Linked DNA regions of Callithrix jacchus: region 2 is linked to region 1. A link is a contact called in public Hi-C data. All regions are on one chromosome and are shown on one strand. Each heading gives the region's core, a stretch centred on a gene start, on an enhancer-like site or on the middle of the called end of the contact. The rest is flanking DNA. Distances are from core to core; before and after follow the strand shown. Region 1 holds the start of ADAMTS16 (ADAM metallopeptidase with thrombospondin type 1 motif 16). Region 2 overlaps LOC128931407.

What was found. Hi-C and Micro-C count contacts between places; a contact is called where the count stands out from the background.
Region 2: a Hi-C map of induced pluripotent stem cells shows a contact between it and region 1, with 3 times the contacts expected there. The contact joins the enhancer-like site here to the promoter of ADAMTS16 in region 1. A contact is called at or near these places in 2 of 3 Hi-C or Micro-C datasets (induced pluripotent stem cells and skeletal muscle).

The regions. Positions count from the first base shown.
Region 1 is chr2:200,749,448-200,756,229 of calJac240_pri, forward strand. ADAMTS16 (ADAM metallopeptidase with thrombospondin type 1 motif 16) reads right to left here and starts at 3,733. Exons shown (of 22, transcript XM_035291797.3): 1 at 3,525-3,733. The coding sequence starts at 3,576. It overlaps LOC144581629, which reads left to right and starts at 3,609. Exons shown (of 2, transcript XR_013532698.1): 1 at 3,609-3,724; 2 at 5,195-6,782.
Region 2 is chr2:201,018,335-201,025,116 of calJac240_pri, forward strand. The region is part of intron 2 of LOC128931407; the gene reads left to right. Among named protein-coding and RNA genes, the nearest start is that of ADAMTS16, 270 kb to the left of the region's middle. Within about 2 kb of position 4,162, at least 3 of the 16 cell types and tissues checked have an H3K27ac peak or open chromatin away from gene starts, as enhancers often do.

The DNA.
Region 1 (6,782 bases), core at 2,483-4,982:
CCATGGTGGTTGGCTGCATCCATCACTCTGTCATCTGTATTAGGTATTTCTCCTAATGCTATCCCTCCCCACATCACCCCCACAACAGGCCCTGGTGTGTGATGTTCCCCTCCCTATGCCCACATGCTCTCATTGTTCAACACCCACTTATGAGTGAGAAAACGTGGTGTTTGTTTTTCTGTTTCTGTGTGAGTTTGCTGAGAATGATGGTTTCCAGCTTCATCCATGTCCCTGCAAGGAACAACAACTCATCCTTTTTTATGGCTGCATAGTATTCCATGGTATATATGTGCCACATTCTCTTTATCCAGTCTATCATTGCTAGGCATTTGGGTTGGTTCCAAGTCTTTGCTGTTGTAAATAGTGCTGCAATAAACATACGTGTGCATGTGTCTTTATAGTAGAATGACTTATGATCCTTTGGATATATACCCAGTAATGGGATTGCTGGGCCAAATAAAATTTCTATTTCTAGATCCTTGAGGAATTGCCGCAGTCTCTTCCACAATGGTTGAACTAATTTACACACTCACCAACAGTGTAAAAGCGTTCCTATTTCTCCACATCCTCTCCAGCATCTGTTGTTTCCTGACTTTTTAATGATCACCATTCTAACTGGCATGAGACAGTTTCTCACTGTGGTTTTTATTTGCATTTCTCTAATGACCAGTGATGATGAGCTTTTTTCATCTGTTTGTTGGCTGCACAAATGTCTCTTTTGAAAAGTGTCTGTTCATATTCTTCACCCACTTTTTGATGAAGTTGTTTTTTCCTTGTAAATTTGTTTAAGTTCCTAGATTCTGCATATTAGCCCTTTATCATATGGATAGATTACCAAATTTTTCTCCCATTCTGTAGGCTGCCTGCTAGTTTCTTTTGCTGTGTAGAAACTCTGATGCTAGTTTCTTTTGTTGTGTAGAAGCTCTTTAATTAGATCCCATTTGTCAGTTTGGCTTTTGTTGCAATTGCTTTTGGTTTCAGGTCTTACATTTAAATCTTTAATCCAGCTTGAGTTAAATTTTGTATAAGGTATAAAGAAGGGGTCAAGTTTCAGTTTTCTGCATAGCTTTCTATGGCTAATCAGTTTTCCCAACACCATTTATTAAATAGGAAATCCTTTCTTCATTCCTTTTTTTTTTTTTTTTGGTCTGGTTTGTCAAAGATCAGATGGTTGTAGATGTGAGGTGTTATTTCTGAGGCCTCTGTTTTGTTCATTGGTTTATATATGTGTTTTGGTACCAGTGCCATGCTGTTTTGGTTATTGTAGGCTTGTACTATGGTTTGAAGTCAGATAGTATGGCATGTCCAGGTTTGTTCTCTTTGCTATTTTGTAATTACTTCAGACACCAACAATTTGCAATAATAGTTTGAATCATGTGCTACTTTAAACTAAATGTATGGCTCCCAATTAGTTATTTCAGAACCATCTTGTCTAATGAATACCTTGACAGGCGAAAGTAAGTTGACCCCAGCAGTCACCAAGTGTCTTCTAGCTCCTCTGCTCCAGTTCAGAGGGAAACAGGTAACACTTTTGAGTGGTGTCTTTTCTCTGGTGGTATAGAAGCTTATCATGGATGCTCAGTCTCACACGTTAGCTTTTTATAATTAAGGAGCTAAAGTGCATAGAAGGTAGGAGAGGAGAGTATGCTGTGTCCACTGGCTAGAACTTCACTGAGGAAGGTTCGCCTCTTCCCCTTCAAATTCTCACCAAGCCAGGTAAGTGGTTTTCATGGAGACTGGGCTGTGACAACAGCTGAGATGCCAGGTGTTCAGAGTAGCGCACGGGCACCCCACTCACAGAGAAGGTTCTGAAGTGGATGGAATCGCTCCAGGGGAAAAGCACACTTAGGCAGGGAGCCCGGCTTTTCTTCTTCCTTCTTCTCTGTCTATAATGTGCTCCTCTTAAATAAGACTTCATAATGCCATAAACTGTTCTGGAAATCTGAGTCCCTCTGGAATTTTCATGATTTTAGGGAACTAGAAATTTTTTTACAAAAATCTTACGTAAAAAGGTGAATTAGAATTAACTTTTAAAATTGTAAGAATTAACTTTTAGTATTGTAAGCAAAACACTAAACGAGACAAGGATAACCACAAGAAGATAGGCTGTAAATAGACAGATAATTAACTTTCTCTTGTAAATACACCATAATTATTTTTTAGACATTTTATATCATTTGCAGTTAGCGCCCTCTGGTGGTTCTAAAAAAGGTCCTATGGGGAGCGTCAATCTGATGTTGGTCACCCTACATACTATTTGTATCCTCATTTGGTAGTGAAGAATTTCAAAAGTTAATGCATAAATTCTTGCGTTATGTTATTTTATCAAATTAAAATAACTATACTGAGAAATTCTGATTTATTGACTCTTTAATTTTCTAGATCTCCTGGAAATTTATTGAGAGAATCAAACGTAGTTCTTCCTAAAAGTCAACTACTATTAACATTTTATACGGCAACTTACTACTGGTAACAATGCAAGGTAATATTTGTTAACTGTCATTGGATAGGTTCATGTTAAAAATCCACCTAGCAACCAATGTGACACACCTGCTTTCTCATTCACCGGATGCAGTATGAAGACACAGAGCTGCATTCCCGTAAGACAGCAAAATTTGCAAATGTCACTTGTAAGTGGCAGAAGTAAAAGCATGCACTGAAAAAGAGTAAGACTTGCCCTCATGTCCAATCATGGCCCAGGGCACGAACATTGCTGCCGGTGTCACGATAAGCTCAGCGGGTTCAGGCACTATTATGTTTGAAGTACGCCCTGATTCTTGGAGCATTAACTTTAGTATTGAAATGCTAAGCACTGAAAAAAGATGTACTTTTCTTTATTTCCTTCACTGAGAATAAGCAAGGGTACAGAAATACCCCAATTTATAAAGAAGGCGGAGGAGGAGGAGGCGGAGAAAGGGTGGGGGAGGAGGATCGGAGGAGGTAGGAGGGAATGGAAAAGGGAGAGATTTGCTCTTCATGACGGCTTTCATGCAAACATGAATAGCTTTAGATTCTTCCTAAGTTCTTTAGAATAAAATACAATGAATTTCCTCACATTTTTCCTAATGTTACATCATAACGCTGGCAAACCGTTTAGCCAGGAAATAAAATATAAATATTGGTGGAAGTCCACTCATCGGTGGTCGCTCAAACAGTTAAAAAAAAAGTGCACAGCAGCATCTTGAAAGTAGGGTTCCACGGAGCCATGAACATTCATAGCACCTAATAAACCAGCGGCACGGGGATTACGAGCCGCTAAATGGCAAGGATTAGGAGCTCCCATCTCGCGGACTTACCGCCCTTTTCCATCCAGCCCGGCAGCTCCGCGGAAGAGGGAGGATGCGGGACGCTCGGGCTCCCTGGCGCTGCCGCTGTGGGTCCCGGGGCGCACGCAGGTGCCTGCGGAAAACAGCGGCGACACGGCAGTGAGACGGCGGGGTCGCGGGAGAGAAGCCGCGGGGGACTCGCCTCCAGCTGTGGGGAAGCGCGGTTTCCGCGCGCCGCGGGGAGCGCCCGGGACTCACCTGCTCGGCCACCTGCGCCAGCAGCAGCCACAGCGCCGCGCAGCCTCGCCATCCGCACTCGCGGGGCTTCATCCAGGGGCGCTCAGAGGGGCTGGGGGCCTCCGGAGGGTCCCCGGCCGGCAGCGTGCGAGCGGGCAGGGAGTACTGGACCCCGTCAGAGCGCGGGAGGATTCCCCACAGCGACTCTGCGCCGCGCTGGGGTTATTACTGGGGCTCCGCGCGGCGCGGGGGGCGGAGTGGTAGCCGCGGCGGCGGGGGCGGCGGGAGCCGTGGGAGAGCCGACGGGGGGCGGGCAAGGGAGAGGTGAGGGGAGGAGGCGAGGGCAGCGGGGGTCAGAGGACCGAGGAGGGGAGAGGACAGGGACAAAGAGCGGAGGGGAGGAGGCGAGGGCTGCGGGGCGCTGGGGCGGAGGCGGGCGGGGAGCAAAGGGGAGGCGTGGACCGCGGCTGAGCAGCGGGAGGAGGACGCGGGAGGATGGAGCTGCCCCCGGCCCGCAGTCCGGGCCCCGCTGGGTGTGCGGGGACCAAGCGGCTGGAGAGGGGACCGGCCCCCGCGCTGGCGGTGCACGGGGTGGACCTCCGGCCGGTGCGCGCTCCTGCCCTGCCCCGGGGCTGGGACTCGGCAGGGCTCCGGCTGCTGCAGTCGCTCCGCGGGCTCCCACCCCGGGGGCCGCACCGGCGCCGCCAGAGGCCAGGACACCTGCAGCCCGCGGAGCGCGGCGGGGCGGTGTCGCTGCGCCAGGGCACAGCTGTGGGGACACTGGGTGCGAAAACGGGGCGCTCGGACCTGAGGGAGCCGCGGACCTGCTTCTAACAGCGTGTGCGTCGCTCTGGAGTTTGCAGAGCGATGGGAGACCAGGCAGCCGAAGAGGAAGTTCTTCCCCGCGAGGTCTGCCCCGGGTGGTGGAGGCGCTCCTGGTCCCGGGGTCACGGACGCCCTCGACTGGCCAGGCCGCGGGTGCCGGTGACTGGCTGCTGGGTGCAATCCTTAGGGAGGTCTCGGGGCTGCGGAGGGGCCGGAGCCTCGGCCGCCTCTGGGGTCGATCGAGATGCTGAGTGGACAAGGGGGCAAGGAGGTAGCAGGTGTTTGGTCACTCTCCTGGCCAGAGTTCTGAGTAGCTAGATGGGGTGTGTGAAGCAAGGATGGACCTGTGCCTGGGTGTGCCCGGGTGTACACCACCACCTGGCTGCATGTGCGCGAGGACATGCTGTGCGCCCTCAGGACTGCGCGCGTGGGAGTGCGTGTTTGCACACGTGTGTGCGTGTGCGCTCCCCTTCCCTGGCTCCTCTCCCACCCCTCACCTTCTAGGGGGTTCTGGGCCTTTCGCCGCCCTTTGGCTCCAGTGTCCCTCATAGAAGGCTTAGCAGGACATTGCCTCTTTTGCACACTTTGGAGAGGGGGATGAATGGGGGAAATGGTGTCCTGGCATCTGGCTTTTTTGCCCAGCCTGTCCTGTGGCAGCCTGTGGGTCCTCAGGGAGAGCTCCCAGCAAGCCTCCTGCTAGGGCTGTCCTGAAGCGCCAGACCCCAGGCAGGGGCAGCAGAACCGCCTGGCTGTGTGTGGGTCATCCCCATTCCATAGCGACACACGCCCCTCTCTTATTCATTTATTTGAAATAATTCTTCAAAAGTGAAACTTTTTTTTTTTTTTTTTTTTTTTACTATTTTTAGGCTGGTATTGCAGGACGTTAAAACACCTGGCACCCTTCCCTTCTGCCAACGCCTAACAAGTGTCTGCCTCAGCTTACACCTCACGGAGCTTACACTTACCTGGAAGGGGAGTTGGGCAGTGCCTGGAAGTCTCCAAAATCTCCTGCCTGCCGGCAGATTTCCCTTGCCCTGAGTCCACTGCACGCTTGATATACGGGGATCTCTGCGTACTTCTATGCCCAGTGTAACATGAAAGGGAGTGAGATTTTTCCAGTCTGATGTTCTCATGGAGATACCCAGGGGCCTTCTTCTATAAGTTCACACAGATGGAATAAAAGAAAAATGGCTGATATAAAAGGATTCACTCTTAGGATGTGCTTACAAAGAGTGAGAGCAGAACAGTGCTTCCTGAGTCTCTTCACTGTGAAGAAAGAACACCATTCTTTAGAATGACTAGTTTCCCGGTTCCTCTAGCTGTGCATGGAATTCAGCGCTCCTCCCACAGTGTGGATGTCTCCAGATAACACAGAGAGGTGGTCAACTCCAGCCTATAGAGGCCAGGTTGGGAGCGGAGATGTGCAACACACAAGAGGGCCGAGTTTAAGAACAGCCATCCAACATGGTGCCTGTCAGTCTCAGGGAGGGATGGAGAGGAGGGGAGGGGCCCCGGCAAACTGGAGTACACGTCTGCCTTCAAAGGGACTGTTGACACTCGGTGGCTACAGCATGGGTGTTGCCATACTGTCTGGGGGATGGAAGTCCAAATACGTATGTGGAGTTCTGTCAACTTAAATGTGTCTCAGGAAAGTAACCCTGAGGACAAATATTGGAAGGGTCAAAGCAAACCGCCAGGCTCAAAGTCCTTCACTTTGCAGCCCTTCAAGAACGTAGCACTCAACTTTGAGGTCAGAGCTTAGGAAAGTAATTTTGTCATCGTTTGGATCCAGGGTCAGAAAACTCACGACTGCCTAAGACCAAATCTGGCCAGCTGACTCCTTTTGTAAATAGAGTCTTATTGGAACGTGATCGATTTGTTTGCATATCGTCCGTGACTGCTTTCACCATGGCACAGTCGAGTCATTGCCGCAGAGACTGTGCCCTGCAAAGCTGACACTATTTACCCTCTGGCCCTTCACAGAAAAATGTTGCTGTTAATTATTTACACGTTCACAGTCACCACTTGTTTCCTTTCAGACAGAGGGTCTCATTACTTAGGAGGTTATTTTGAATATCATGTAGATGTTCAATAGAGAATAAAAATCGATTCAAAAATAAAAACGATGTGCTTAGCAAAGACTCTGAGAGAGAGTATCTCCTAATGGCTGCCTGCTCCTCCATGCCCAGCGCCCTTTCCAAATCAAAGGAGCCAGGGCTCTTTCTCATGTGGAAACAGATGGCATTTTAGATTATAAGGATCAAACTTTGTCATAGCCCCTTTCTAAATTGCATAAACTTTAAAGCAATGCAAAGGGGCACGCTACCTTGTCTGTAAAACCACCGTCCACTGAAACAGAGGGAAGTGGATGTGTCTGTGCCCTGGGAAGATCCTGTTTAGTCTGTAAATCTCCTCCTTCCTCATCTCACAACCAGCTCAAACTCATCAGGTTTC
Region 2 (6,782 bases), core at 2,912-5,411, 270 kb after region 1:
GTCTTGGGAATCGCTGCTGCGCTGACTGTTTTTGTATTTTGCTCTGCTTCGTGATCACCCCTTTCACTCCTGACAATATCCAGCTCTCTCACAAACACATGCCTTTGGCCACAAGGGGGACTGGGTGGGAGACCGTGGCTGGATCAGTTCAAATCCATCACCCCCAGTGGGAGACAACTCAAACCACATGTGTGGTGGCCCCAAGCCACTCAAGCCATCCTAGTGGACAAAGGCAGCAGGGTCACAATGACTAAACACAGTGCAGGCTGCCAGGAGACTTTATGCTTCCCTCCGCCTGGGCTCACGTGTGTATGCCTTTCCAGTGATTTTGCATCATTTTCTGTATCATTTTAAGCATCATTAAGAAATGGGCAAAATCCATGTATCCTTTTAAATTGCCCAATTCTGAAATGCTCTGTCAGCATTCTGGAGAAGTTAAAATACAATGATTGCAGGAAGGAATCATTCTAGTCCATGTTTTCGTGCATTTGCTCTGCCCACATACATGAGAACTCACTTGCAAATATCTAGAGCCTTGATTTGGCTCCAAGTAGTTTTTTATCAAATAGGTTAATCTGTGAAGCGTAGCTTAAATAGGTCAGCAAAATTGTTTATCTTAATACAATTTTTCTTAATAAAATAAGATCTATGGATTTTAATCTAATTTAAAGACGTCCATCTTTCTTTGTTACTATTTCTTTTGCTATTCTGTTAGCTTCTCTTTCTCCCAAATGTCTTTTCATTCAGAGGTTACAGTTTTTCTGTTGCTTCATTCTACACATTTCTTTGAACATCTCCATTTGCCATCTTCATTTTCTAGGGTCCTGTCTGCAGGGTGATGGTGGGGACAGGGGCATGGTCAGCAGAGGGCTGGCTGCTTCACAGCGTGGCTCATGGAACTTCCTGTGTGGTCATCTGCACACTCTCCTCCATCAGCTGATGTCCAGGCTCCTGTGGAGGACTCTGATGGGCATGAGGGGGGGCAGCCACAAGAGGAGAAGACCTCAGTTCCCTGAAGCCCCATGGGAAGGCCATGTGTCTTCATCAAGCACATCTGCCCTTATGATTTTCAGGGACCTTTTCCTTTGACCATGGGGCAGTGTGGGTGGGCCAGCACCCCTCCTGAGTCATGTATGGGAATATGCTTGCCTCTCAGGGGCATGGACATTGCTCTCCATGTGCAGGGGAATGTGCACCTCTGCAGAGTGAACGGTGCTTTTGCATGCCCAGGTACAGGTGATGGCACAGGCTGCCTGCTGTAGTGCCACCCTGCCCACCCCATCTCCTCTGGCCACCCCACCCAGATATTGTCTCCCTGACTGGCTCCCAGCCTGGAGACCCTAAAGTGGGCTTGCAGTCCTGTCCTCTCTCTTCTCTTCATTTGCAGGGATTCTTCTCCATGCCTTGTTCACCAGGGGCCTTTCCTTTTCCCTTTATGAAATTCCAAGCAGAAGAAACAGGCAGCAAACAAAAAAGCCTCATGAGGCTGCCTGCTTCTTTCTCTGCAATACCATTAGGGTGATATCACAGCCCTGATTCTTTCAAAGACCGACAAGGGGAGAATGAGTATAAGGAAGTTCTGACAGCTTCCAGGTCAAATTCTGAGCTGGAGCTCAGTTTATTCTCTCTGAAAATCCAGCTAGAACTACAGAAAAGGTGCCGATCTCCATTTTTATGAGAGAATAATGGATTCTGCATTGTCTAAGCCACTGTCACTGGCCTCGGTCTTTGTAGCCAGCCCTAACCTGGTCTGACAGAGAAACTGCGAGGGAGGGGATACAGGTGGGGAAGTGGTGAGAACAGGTGAGGCAGGAGCACATGCCACAATGCAGGACATAGGGAGGGGTGAGCCAGGAGAGGTGGGACGCAAAACTAGAGACCGGCGGGCTCCTTCTCTGACCAGCTAGGAAACTTGGTCCTGAATCCAACAAGAGCCATAAAGGGAACCAATCCAACGCTCAGACAATGCTCTGATGTTAGGTGTTTATCTAGCAGCTTCACATCTGTTTTCATCGGGAGAATGTAGGATGAATGAGTGTGTGCAAAGAAGTGTGTGTTTCTGGGTGGGAACATGTGTGCGAATGCATGTATGTGCGTGTCTTGGGAAGGCATGGTCCAGCTTTTAATACATATCTTCCAAGTAGGAAGTAACTGTGGCAATAAAAAATAGAAAACGTGAAGGTCCAAACTATGAAAAGTATGAATTGTCAGACCATATGGGAGATACATGGAAAAGAGAGATGGAGTTAAAGTAACGAAAACTCGGTTACTGATTAGATGAGGTGGCCGCACAATTCGCCCCAGGCTTATTACACAATAAACAATCAGTATGCAGGTATCCAGCACGTGAAAGGGTAAATTAATTTCAATTTATACTAAAGATTTTAATTTGCACTTTCAATTTTCCAATATCTGTGAGGGATAATAAATGCAATGCATGCGTTCTTAGGGAACCTGTCATCTCCTACACTGCAGTCCATTGAGCCCGCAGAACAGTTCGCAATGAAGTACCAACTTTAAAATCCTTGACATTCAGCGCGTGCTGTTTAAAGCAAATCTACTTGTCTTCTTTTTGATGCTGATTTCACAGTGGTTAGACTGCGCCTGTGTCCGCCTTGAGCGACGGAGCCTCATGCACTCTGCAGAGCACCCCTTTGCCCATCGGTGTGATTACTGCTTGGGAGATCAGTTTGACCTGAGCGTCTGCCTTTGTACAACTAAAACTGGAAAGTGGTTTCTTGGTTATCAGTTTTCTACAACAAATAATACATTCACATCCAGTAGGATGTTTGCCTATCACATTCCCATGGTACAAAGTATCACTAATATTTTCTCCATAAAAGCTTGCACTGGGGCTGCCATCGGAGTTTCCCACCTTTTGTATTTCCTCTTCTCTTGCTAGTGATATAAACTGACACCAGGGCCAAAGTGCTCATTGAGGGTGCTCCAAACCTCATTTTTCCTCTTATATTTACACTTCTGTAAAATACTTAAGACAACCCATTCTCAGATTCGTTTGTTTGTTTGTTTTTTGATTTGTTTTTTTGAGACAGAGTCTCACTCTGTCACCCAGGCTGAGGTGCAATGCCTCAATCTTGGCTCACTGCAACTGCCACCTCCCAGGTTCAAGCAATTCTCCTGCCTCAGCTTCCCGAGTAGCTGAGAATACAGGCACACATCACCATTCCCAGCTACTCTTTGTATTTTCACTAGAGACAGGGTTTCACCATTTTGGGTGGGCTGGTCTTGAACTCCTGACCTCAGAGGATACACCCTCTTCGGCCTCCCAAAGTGCTGGGATTACAGGCATGAGCCACTGTGCCCTGACCATTCTCATGTTCCATGGGGACAAACAGAAAACAATTCAAGAGGTGTTACAAGTGTGTACCCTTCCCTTCCACAGTGAAGAGAATGCGTTTTCCAAATGGATTCTAACCTCATCCAGTTCTGTGTAGGCAGGAAGACCACATTGTTCTCAGCTTGCCTCTGAAACCCTGAGCTCATGAATCTTCCACAACCCTTCTGTGCACTGCCATGCCACTATCTGGTGATTGATAAATCAGGTCCACATCTTTCCTGCCCCTGTGTGTCTAACTGCTCACTGGGACCATGCTTGACTACAGAAGAACCTTCTTGCTAAGTGCAGTCCCAGCCACTGTATCTTTCAGTAAGAAAGAGCAGTTCATAACTTCCTGGGGGTTTGCCCTGGGGGACTCTGGAACATAAAGCTCAAATATGACTTAGCAGTTGATATTTGAGAATGCAAGTTGAGTGACATAGACATCCCAATGTAAGACAATGGTTACATTTGGGGTCTGGATGAGTGTCATGTTTATCAGGCTGGTGTCAATTGGGAATCCCTGGAAAGGAAGAGCGGTTCTTGTATGCTGTGAGGGGGATTGGACTCTAGCTTTGCCAGGTGGAATGATTAAGGTTTGCATTGTGGAATTACAAGGAACTGTATGTACAGAGACAGGAAATTGAAAAGCCGAGAAGAGCGGATCCCAAGTGGGCAGCCCAAGTGGCCTGGAAGGAGATATGAGACGAAAACAGAACTAAGTATGCAGAAAAATAACAACCGAGCTTTGGGGAATGATCCCAGAGGCACCGGCCAAGTGTGTAAAGCAGCGTGAAAACTGACCTAAGTGAATTTCTCCTCCCAGCAATTGTCAGTTCTTTGGATAAACAAAGCACTCAGTGTTACATGGGGGAATATGTCTCCTCCTCTCCCCACAGCCTTGCTACCAGATTATCATATAAGAAAAGAAGGTCTTAGTATTAAATTTGCAAATCAAACAGTCCCTTTTTGGCACAGGTCATTCAACCTATTCTAACGGCTGAGGAAAACTTCCCATCCCTCTTTAGGATCTTCAGATGACACCTCCCAGGAATACCTCACTTGAGAATGGACCCAGGGACATGCTGGTGGCAGGACCAGCCATGCTTGAAGTTGCAAGAAAGGACAGAGTCCTGATGGGGTGGAGGGATGTGGGACCGACTGGCTTCAGCCCTTGGGATGCTTTGGCCATGATAGGAGGTGATGAGTTTGCCAAATTTGCATATGGGAGATGTCACTGGTGTGCAGGGAGTGAACGAGGATGAAGGCATAAGTGAGCTTTGCCAGAGATCAAGAACAAGGCATTGGATGAAAGTCCAGGAAGAGCATAAGCTGGTCATTTAGGAGCTCTGAAACCCCCCCAGGGGACGGGAGAAGCAACAGGTATTCTGCTGCGTTCCTGAGCAGTGAGGTCCTGAAAACAAGACAAAAGAGTCGAGGCCACAAAACGTCCGGGTAGGCAAACAGAGCCTTGCCTCTCACAACCTGGGGAGCAAGAAACAGCAGCGCCAGATGGTGCCAGATGGAACCGTGTCCTGAAGGCTTGGTGCCCAAGCGGGGAGCTATGGGCAGCCCGCCTGTCTCACTCAGCTAAACATGGTACAAATGAAAACATTTGTCTTGAATGAGAAAATAAATCACATCAAATTATAACTTAAGTGGAAACACACACACAGAAATCATAAACTGCTAGACGTCTATGATTATATTTGCCTCCAATTTTCGGTTGCATATCTTTGATGGTCTTTTTAAGTGACAGTGGTTTCCTAGTATGTTTTCTATGCAAAAACTGAAAAATAGTTTAGTCTTTGCTCTAACTTGCTTGTTTAAAATTCATTTGTGTATGTGTTTCCTATAGTGACACTAATAACAGTTTAGTCTTTGCTCTAACTTGCTTGTTTAACACTTACTTGTTTTTATCTTGAAACATGGAAAAGCAGAAGACACACAGAGCTCTGGCATTTGCACTGCTGATGTGGGCTTGTGCTTTACAGACACCGGAATCCGGATAAATTGTATTTCATAAGATTTCCATCCAAAGTTAAAAAGAAACTACTAATATACTCCTAAGTATTAATGCTGCCTTACTGGGTCTGTTTCTGACAGGAGAGAGCATCCATTTCACTGAGGAAATCTATTTACAATTTTACACATCTGGGAATTGGATGACATTCCCACAGGCTGGCTTTTAGTGCCGTGTGTGTGTGTGTGTGTGTGTGTATAAAATTATATATGTATGACTATTTATATATGTAATATATAATATATATTCATTTTTTTTTTAAATTTTTTATTTGATTATAGGTTTTGGGGTACATGAGCAGAGCATGCGAGACAGTTGCATAGGTACACACATGGCAGTGTGCTTTGCTTTTCTTCTCCCCTTCACCCACATTTGGCATTTCTCCCCAGGCTATCCCTCCCCACCTCCCCCTCCCACTGGCCCTCCTCTTTTCCCCCCAATAGACCCCAGTGTTTAGTACTCCCCTTTCTGTGTCCATGTGTTCTCATTTTTCATCACCCACCTATGAGTGAGAATATGCGTTGTTTCATTTTCTGTTCTTGTGTCAGTTTGCTGAGGATGATTCATTTTTATGTAATTATGTGAAATATAGATATATATAATTATTTTTTGAGACAGTTTCGCTATTGTTGCTCAGGCTGGAGTGCAATGGAACGATTTCGCTCACTGCAATCTCCACCTCAAGTTCAAGCAATTTTTCTGCCTCAATCCCTCGAAGTAGCTGGGATTACAGGTGCCTGCCACCACATCCAGTTAATTTTCTGTATTTTTAGTTGAGACACGGTTTCACCATGTTGGCCAAGCTGGTCTTGAACTCCTGACCTCAGGTGATCCATCCTCGTTGGCCTCCCAAAGTGCTAGGATTACAGGCATGAGCCACTGTGCCCGGCCACAGTGCCATGTATTTTAAGACTCTCTTCTCATCTGTCCCACAGGCTTTTGTGCCAACACCTTCAGGACACAATCCTATCCTAGGACCTATTTCCACTCCCTTCTCTTGTGTGTCTTAGGAGAAGGACAGGTAACAGTAACAATTATACAAGAAAGTAACTGTAAATCCATTAACTGTATCAGGTTAATTACAGTCTAAATGTATCTCTGAAGCAATTGCCCTTTCTGAGATCCCTAGCTTGTCACTAGCTGTTCCATACCAGCAGCCTTGAGGAGAAGGTAAGCAAGGGGTAGACAAAATGTAATTGATCTCGGTTGCACTGATGTTCTCACATGGGCAAATTGTATCAAAACGTGGTTTATAAATGCACTGCAAGCCCACCCTAGGGGCTGATGCTGAAGCTCTGTGAACCACATCGTGAACGGCTCCCGGTTCCCAGAAACTTCCTCAGACCTCCGAAGCAGGAGTCTCAGTCATCTTTCACTGGACACATAAATATGCATTAATGAACATATCAGGAGGGACTTCAT